Regions from separate parts of the Capsicum annuum genome. Here region 2 is linked to region 1. The links are chromatin contacts, called in public Hi-C maps. All regions are on one chromosome and are shown on one strand. The core of a region is the stretch at or near the end of the contact, and the rest is flanking DNA. Distances in the headings are between cores, read along the strand shown. Region 1 holds the start of LOC107843337 (short-chain dehydrogenase TIC 32 B, chloroplastic). Region 2 holds the start of LOC107843335 (ras-related protein RABE1a).

Region 1 (3,793 bases), core at 801-3,300:
AATATGTAATTTATCAGAAATTGAATATTATAATAAAAATTTTAAGAGAATTAATTGATTAGTTAAACAACTAAAAATACAAAGACAAACTCAATAAATAGAGTAGTTTATCATATTATTATGATATACCGAATGCAAAGACTCAAGTGGCAAGAAAAATAATGTATGAAAAAAATAATTTTATCAACTACATGTCATAATTTTAAAGGGAGAAAAATAATTTTATCAACTACATGCCATAATATATTAGTGGAAAAATATAATTTACCAACACATGTCTCAAATTTAGAGGATTTTAAGAATATATAAGTATAATTTTATTTCATAAAAATATAAATCAAATTTTTTTATGTAAATAGTTTTCAATAGATAATCTAATCTATTAAAAAATTGATATTCTTTTATTAAATAATCCATAAGGAAAATTGGGTTATGCACATATAAAAAAGGTCAAGATATGAGTAATATATTATATATTAACTTAAATTAAAATTAAAAACTAATTAAGGTTATCACATCATTTTTCCGATGGAATTATTGTAAAATTCAATCATAATGACTTTTGTGATGGTCGGAATAAAGTTAAATGACCATAGATGAAATAAATGAAAGAAAAGTGACTTTTGCTTAATAGATAAAAGTTAAGTGACCATGGATGAAATGAATGAATGAAAAGTGACTTTTGGGTAATAGATACAAAGTTAAGTGATCATGTATGAAATTTACCCCAAACACACTCTATTAGTTGACTTTTTTTTCTCTGTTTCCCTCTTAAATTCTATATACTCCCTCCGTTTAAAAAAGAATGACCTACTTTTCTTTTTAGTCCATTTCAAAAAGAAAAATTCCTTTTCTTTTTTGGCAATACTTTAATTTCAACCTTCCACATGGCATGTTTAGGACAACAAAATTAAAGGGGATTTTGAGACATTTGACACAACTTTAATTTAAGATCACAAGATTCAAAAATCTTCTTTATTTTTTTAAACTCTGTGTCAAGTCAAAATATGTTATTTTTTTTTTTAAACAGATGGAGTTTGTCAAATGTCCTAAAGGTGGTGGAAAAAAAAAAGACGGTCTAAAGGTTACACAAGTATAATTAATGATAGAGATTTTCATAACACAAACCAAACACGTTCCCCTGTTCTTATTATCTCTTTCACAAATTAAAAAGATTAGTTAAAAAAATTAAGCTCATGCAAAAAAAAAAAAAATTACTAATGTTACAGTCTTAACTAAACCCTCTCTAATTAATGTCGCTTTTGCATGCTCTTCTAGTGATCATGCTTATAGTAAATTTAATTGATGGAATTTTAAATTTTAGCTCTGCCTATTATCTGGGTTACAATCTAATAAACTGTATGCATGATCGACAGCAGTATGATCAGCCATTAGTGAAAACACAGGCGCTGCTTTCCAACCCAAATACCGACCACTTGGAGGTGGATCCACCTTGTCGATTTCGACACGTGGCATTAATATGTGTCAAATTTAAATAAAAGGGTAGATATAAACTCATACCTTTAAAAATAATTTTAATTCTGACTAGTACTTTTGATATTATTTGACTTGACATAGAATTTATGAAATGTTTTTCTTTTTAAAATGTGTGATCATAAAAGTTTTAGATATTTGTTATGCTTTAACACATTTCATCAAGAAGTGACTTTTAAAGTTAGAATTTTTTCTAATTACAAAATTGTGGGCTTTTTTTTTATACGGACTAAAATGAGCACATAAATTTGAAGAAATGTACTTATTAATTAAAAAATACACAATAAATGTGAAACAAACCTGTAATAATAACAGTGAAAGGGGTAGCATCAATGCCTTGAGTAACCTCCTCAGCAGTAGAAGCTGATCCAAATCCACTTGCTCCTCTTCTTCCTGTTATCAACCTCAACATCTTCCCTTTTGAAGAACAATCAAATTATTGTGTTTTTTTTCTACAAGAGAAAGAGAAAGATTGTAAGTTGTGATGTGAAGTGATCAAAAAGCAGAACCTATAATATGTATATATATATACAAATTAAAGTGGTGCGGGGAACGAAAAGATCGAAATAATTAAAGATAGAAGTTAGAAGTGGCAAAATGGACAATGATTGTGACAGTGGGTTACGTTTGATATATAGAGTGCAAAACAAAAATGAGAAAGTAAGATTTTGGGAGATTGTTGGTAGTAAATTTGTTAGACAAAACGACATGTACACGCATACAATGTTCCAATCGGTTACTCCCTCCTAAATTACCCTTCACTAGCTTCTCAACTGTTTTTTCATATTTAGGTTGAACAAAAAAAGGGATGTCATTAGTGATGGAATCAATTTTTTTTTTTTTACTAAATGATACTCCTCCGTTTAAATAAGAATGACCTAGTTTGATTTGACACGAAGTTTAAGAAAATAAAAAGACTTTTGAATCTTGTGGTGTTAAATTAAAGATATGTCAAATGTAGCAAAATGTCCGTCAATCTTATGATCTTGAACATGCCATGTGAGAAGTTAAAATTAAAAAGTTGTTAAAAAAAGAAATGAATTATTCTTTTTTAAACGGATTAAAAAGAAAAATAATCACAGAGCGAGTACAAAATATGAAAATTTAATACACGAAAAAGATAAGGGGATTTAATATTTATTTAATATTTATTTGTAGTAACATATTTTCCGGTGATGGGGATTGCGTCTAGCCCCGCCCATGCATTAAATTGTCTTCTAAATATTTAATAATGTAAGAAAATAGATTTAGCTACATGTATTATGTATACTATATATTACGGTGTAATTTTCTTTTTTAATACCATCACGATTCAAAAGATATTCACATATAACTCTTTATAAGAAGAGAAGGAAATTTGTAATCTTGAAAATGAGCACATTATACTTTATATAAGACAAAAGCAATTTAATTATGTAGAAGAATTAACCTCATCGATGAATATTAGTGAACTACTTACCTCAACAACAAATCTCTTATGCTAAAAGTTATGATTTCAATAAATTCATAACCAAAAAGTTATTTCTGTCCATTACATGGAGGGGAGCATGATCCCTTTATGTACATACATTTAGGTTTAAAGTATAGAACCTTAGCCTCTCCTACGGTGGAAAATATCTCATCCTTTAATAGAAGCTTGAAAAATTGAAGTTATGCATCACTATTGAAATTACTTTCAGAGCGTTTATATAAAAATTTTTTGGTTTTCCACTCGGTGTACGATATCTACATTGAAGCCCCGATTAATTTGAATCACTCACTGCAGGACCCATTTTGTGGGTGTCGCTCCCAATAGGATTTTCTTGATACCCAACACTCGTACCCAAAACCTCTGGTTAAGGATGGAATAGCCCCACTACTACACCACAACCCATGTTGGTAGAGCATTTATATATCAAAATGTCTAAAAGAATGGATTTTATCAATAATTATATCTAGAGTTTACATTTAATGCACTGACAATGTATCACTTTTTTGCACCACAGATAAATATTATCTGGCGCCTATAAAATAAGGTGGTGGTTCTCGAGTATCCAAATTAATGAGCCATTATTTATGATTATCTCATCTTTTATTGATTTAAATGCACACCTTCACAATTCTCTTTATTATCATCTACATAGATCTTTCTTTTTTCTTCAATTTCGGTGGAACTAAGGTTTACTAATTACTATAGCTACTACAATCAGTAGCATCTCAATAATATTGATGGGGCCTTACATTGCAATTACTCCCTCCCATTTCAAATTAATTGAATTGTTGAGGTATGATACACTTTTTAAGAAAAAGATTTTAAGAC
Region 2 (4,381 bases), core at 1,279-3,778, 200 kb before region 1:
TCAATCCATACCCCCCTTGAATCCTAAATTTATGTGAAGAAAAAGACTACTGACTTGTTCTATATTTCAGGTAAATGATTAACAGCAAACAGATACATGCATACCTGTTGTAATTGTTCGGAACCGCTCCTGGCCAGCAGTATCCCAGATTTGCAGTTTGATCCGTTTGCCGTCAAGTTCTATGGTCCTTATCTTGAAATCAATGCTGTGAAAAAGATAATTTGCATTGGAATCAATTGGCAGAAAAATAAAAAAGTAGAGAACCTTCAAGGATCGATACTCGTATAGTCTTGACATAGACCCTTAATATTCTCAATCTTGCTGGAGACCATGTCACTGAGCTATTTCATGATTTACATGTAATTTTATGAGTTCTCTCATGCTATCCAATAAGTAATCCTATATTATTGTGAATTTTCACTTCTATTACATTCCCATATTTTTCTTTATGTTTGAAACACAAGCAGTTTATGAAAAATACTAAAAAAATGAAAATAACAAACCGTAGAAAGTCAAGAAATGAGAGGACGACTACCCAATAGTGGTAATAAAACTGGTGGTGAAGGAGCCATCTGAGAAACGTAAAAGAAGGCAACTCTTACCCACACCTGAGAATTCAAACATAAGTTGTACATGATTAAATTCAGAAAGACCAAGTAATAAACACAGTGCGTTTATCATATCAGCAAACCAATTGATCACCAATTTGAGTATAGTTATTAAGCTATTCATGGTTTACCTCAGGAGTCAAACCTTCACATGAAACTTTATAGGAATTCCTACACAAAAAGAATTGAATAGAAGACCATGTGCTAACAGATGTCGAAGATTTGAGCTTGGTGAGAAATATTGAGCTATTCATTTGTTTGTTTAGCGATATACTATCATGTTAACAGTAGCATTCAGTGAGGTTCCTTGATTTGTTCCAATGAGAACTATTGTGCTTGAGGAGGTTTTTCAAATATTTTTGTCGACTAAGTCATCTAATTAGTGAAATGAGAAAAGAACTATAGGGGGCTGAGGATTACAGAAGAAGCTCTTCTTGACATGCTAACGACTTTCCAAAACCTTCATCTAAAACTTAGAAGTTTGAAAACTCTCTAGTACTACTCAAGGGAAAAAGGGATAGCACTATGATTATCTTTATATGTACAGTCTATTTTATCTGTGGTTATCTATCGATTTGTGGTAGTCTTTATCTTTTTGTTTGGGATAGAGTACTAATTATTTTAAGATTTCTGACTTGAGGAGAAGGTTGTTAATTTATGAAGGGGAGCATTAATGGATGAAGGATCAAGAAGCAACATAGATCAGGTTGTAAGCACACACCTTATGTGCCCAAACAACAGATGCCTGGCATAATATGGTGCTTATAATGTGTACGCCCTAGATACTTAATTTGACATCATGTAGTGCAGTATTGGAGTATTTTTTGCTCAATAGCTCCTACAAATTCAAGGATTATTACTTTATATAATTATTTAATACTAGGGGTAGTGTGAAAAAAAAAGTAATAAAACTATCTACGTAACTAGATTTGCTAAAACTAACAAGCAAAATGAAACATTTGTTTTTTAGTATAGGGACCAAATAAAATGAAATGGAGGGAATATGATGTACTCCCCTCTGTTTCATATTACTTGACTCCCATACTAAAAACAGTAATTGGAGGGCTATGTTGCTCGAACTCTTCAAAAATGTCAATGGGTGTGCGTCGGATTGTCCAAAAGTAGGTATTGGTACGGCATCAAAAGTGAAGTGTTCGCACAACTTAGCTTGTGGGACAACTCCAAGTCTAGCTCTTCCCCTGCTTGTTCCAAGAGAATTTATTTGCCCAAATTATAAAACCAAGGGAATTTTATTTTCATTTCTGCCCTTCAGTAGTACTAAATAAGGGCATAAAGTAGTAGTAGTAGTAAAATTTAGAGTTTCAAACATCATTAATAAAATTGGTTCAGTAAAATACATCTTCAATTAAAATTAACAAGCAAGTTGGCATAAATGGTCATAGAAAGTGTAGTAAATAATTGAACAAAACAACACGTCTAACAACTACTCACTATATCTCAAATGCAAGACTTATTTGACCACCAATAATATTGAATAAATGGAAGAAAAAAAAGAAGAAGAAAATAATTACCGCTGTCACCAATCAAGAGTAGTTTGATGAGTTGATCGTAATCGGCACGAGCTCTAGCAGGTGGAGCAGTCATTTCCCTTTTGATTTCTCACGAATCCCAGGAAAATATTATGATGAATTGCAAACCCTAGAGAGTGGGACACGAAATAATAAAGTTTTAAACATTTGAATAAAACACAAATTTATAGAATTTAGGGTTTTGTAGAGAAAGATAATTATAAACACAAAATACGTACCGGAGTCGGAGAAACGTGAAGAGAGAGAGGTTGAATATACGTGGGAGATCTATTTAACACTTTATTTATTTAAAGGGGAAATAAAAATAAAATTTTACCGCAGTACCACCGGGCCTCTCATTGAATTTCGTTTTTCCTTATTTTTTCCTTTGACTTTGACTTCATGCTTTTACTTGGTCAATTTATGTAAATGGTACGGAGGGTGTTTGGATTAAATTATAATTTGATCAAAATGACTTAAAAGTTATTTTTGGATTTAGGAGTATGTGACAATTTAAAAAATTGCTTAGAAAAAGTTAATTTTGTCTTTTTAAAAGTCAAAAGATAAGTCAAAAGATAGAAGTTGGTCACTCCCTACTTATTTTTTTTAGCTTATAATCCATTGAAAGTTGACCAAATAAATGACTTTTGTATCCCTTATAATTTTTACTTATTCTAAAATTATCCTCGTAGCCCCTATAATTTTCACTTATAACATTCATGATCCATGATCTATAGCAATTTTTATAACGATTGAATTTTTTTTAATTCAATTTTTTATATTATATTAAATTATATTTTTGTAACAATATATATTTTACTAAAATAATTAATAATATTCAAACAAAGGATATTATTATAAAAAATTTAAGTATACGTGGTAGCTTGCTGACAATGTATACTATTTATGTATTATATTTTTTATTATTTTTTGTTTGTTTTTTCCTTTCAAGAAAACCTATTTTTTATCTAAAAAAATTTTGATAAACCTATTTTTATCTAAATATTTTTTACCTTTTATATTTTTAATTCAAAATTCTAATTTCATCCTTGCTAAGAAAGAGTATGAATTAAAATTAATAATGTTTCAAAATAACTATCGAGCATTAAATAATTCAATTTCTTCTAAAGATTTTTTTAGCGCATAAATTTAACAGTCATTTATGAAAATATTATATTATATATATATATATATATATATATATATATATATAACTGAATTAAAAATATATAAATTTTAGAGAAAATGGTCAATTACCCCCCAATCTTTAGTCGAAATTCCAACTATACACTCAACGTTTATGAGAGTCTCATTATCACTCTAAACATTTTTTTACTGTATTTTATATTTCTCCAATTGCTGACCTGTCAATATAAACCAAACAATTGGACATGCGTGTGTACACGCGTCGGGCCCACCTATTTTTTTAGTTCCCTCCTACAACGCCATTTCCATGGATGACACTCACACCTCTCAGCTCTCTATACACACACTCACCATCTACAACACTACACATAAAGAAGTGCACACAATACACAGACTACTACACACAGCCATACGCGAGAGAGGGGAGAAATATTGAAAGAAAAGAGAGAGAAAGTGGGAAAAACAGAGAAGGGAGGTCCATCGAAAGAGAAAACAACTTCTTTTTTAATCTTTCACCGACGAAATTTTGCCGGAATAACTCCGGCGAATCCATCTTATTTTTTCCATCTTTTTCCGACCAAAGCCCACGAGAAAACGATCGAAAATACCAAATTCGCGATGAAAATGCCCGAAACAAACCCATCTCGCCATAAATCCACTGGAAACACCAACATTTCGATCAGATATCTTACCGAAAAACTCTATTTTCCATAAACATTCAAAAACCACACTCATTCACTATTCCCCTTTGATAATTTTATTGGGTGGTTATTGGGATCTTTGCTGGAGCTGTATTTGTTCTCATACTCTTTATTCTATCATTGTGTATCACCGCCCCTCACCATCGCACTACCACCCAGAAAGGCAAACTTCACCGCCTTATTAAGGCTGAGCTCAGCCCAGTTGTCTCCAAGGAAATACAAGAGATGAGATTTGGCGTTTGGAGATGAAGTATTATCGTTGGGTCTTTTATTAATTGGAGAAGACAAAATTATTTAATAATTAAAAATAATGACATGTATTATACACGTGGCACTTAAAAATACTGATTTTGTAGAGTTGAAGCCTCAATTGACGCGCCTATTGGGGATGGTCTTA

What was found. Hi-C and Micro-C count contacts between places; a contact is called where the count stands out from the background.
Region 2: a Hi-C map of bud shows a contact between it and region 1, with 2.6 times the contacts expected there. The contact joins the promoter of LOC107843335 here to the promoter of LOC107843337 in region 1. A contact is called at or near these places in 2 of 5 Hi-C or Micro-C datasets (bud and placenta).

The regions. Positions count from the first base shown.
Region 1 is chr10:172,523,479-172,527,271 of UCD10Xv1.1, reverse strand. It overlaps LOC107843337 (short-chain dehydrogenase TIC 32 B, chloroplastic), which reads right to left and starts at 2,050. Exons shown (of 8, transcript XM_016687576.2): 1 at 1,795-2,050. The coding sequence starts at 1,906.
Region 2 is chr10:172,720,577-172,724,957 of UCD10Xv1.1, reverse strand. It overlaps LOC107843335 (ras-related protein RABE1a), which reads right to left and starts at 2,528. Exons shown (of 9, transcript XM_016687573.2): 1 at 2,377-2,528; 2 at 2,141-2,267; 3 at 536-608; 4 at 105-205. The coding sequence starts at 2,213.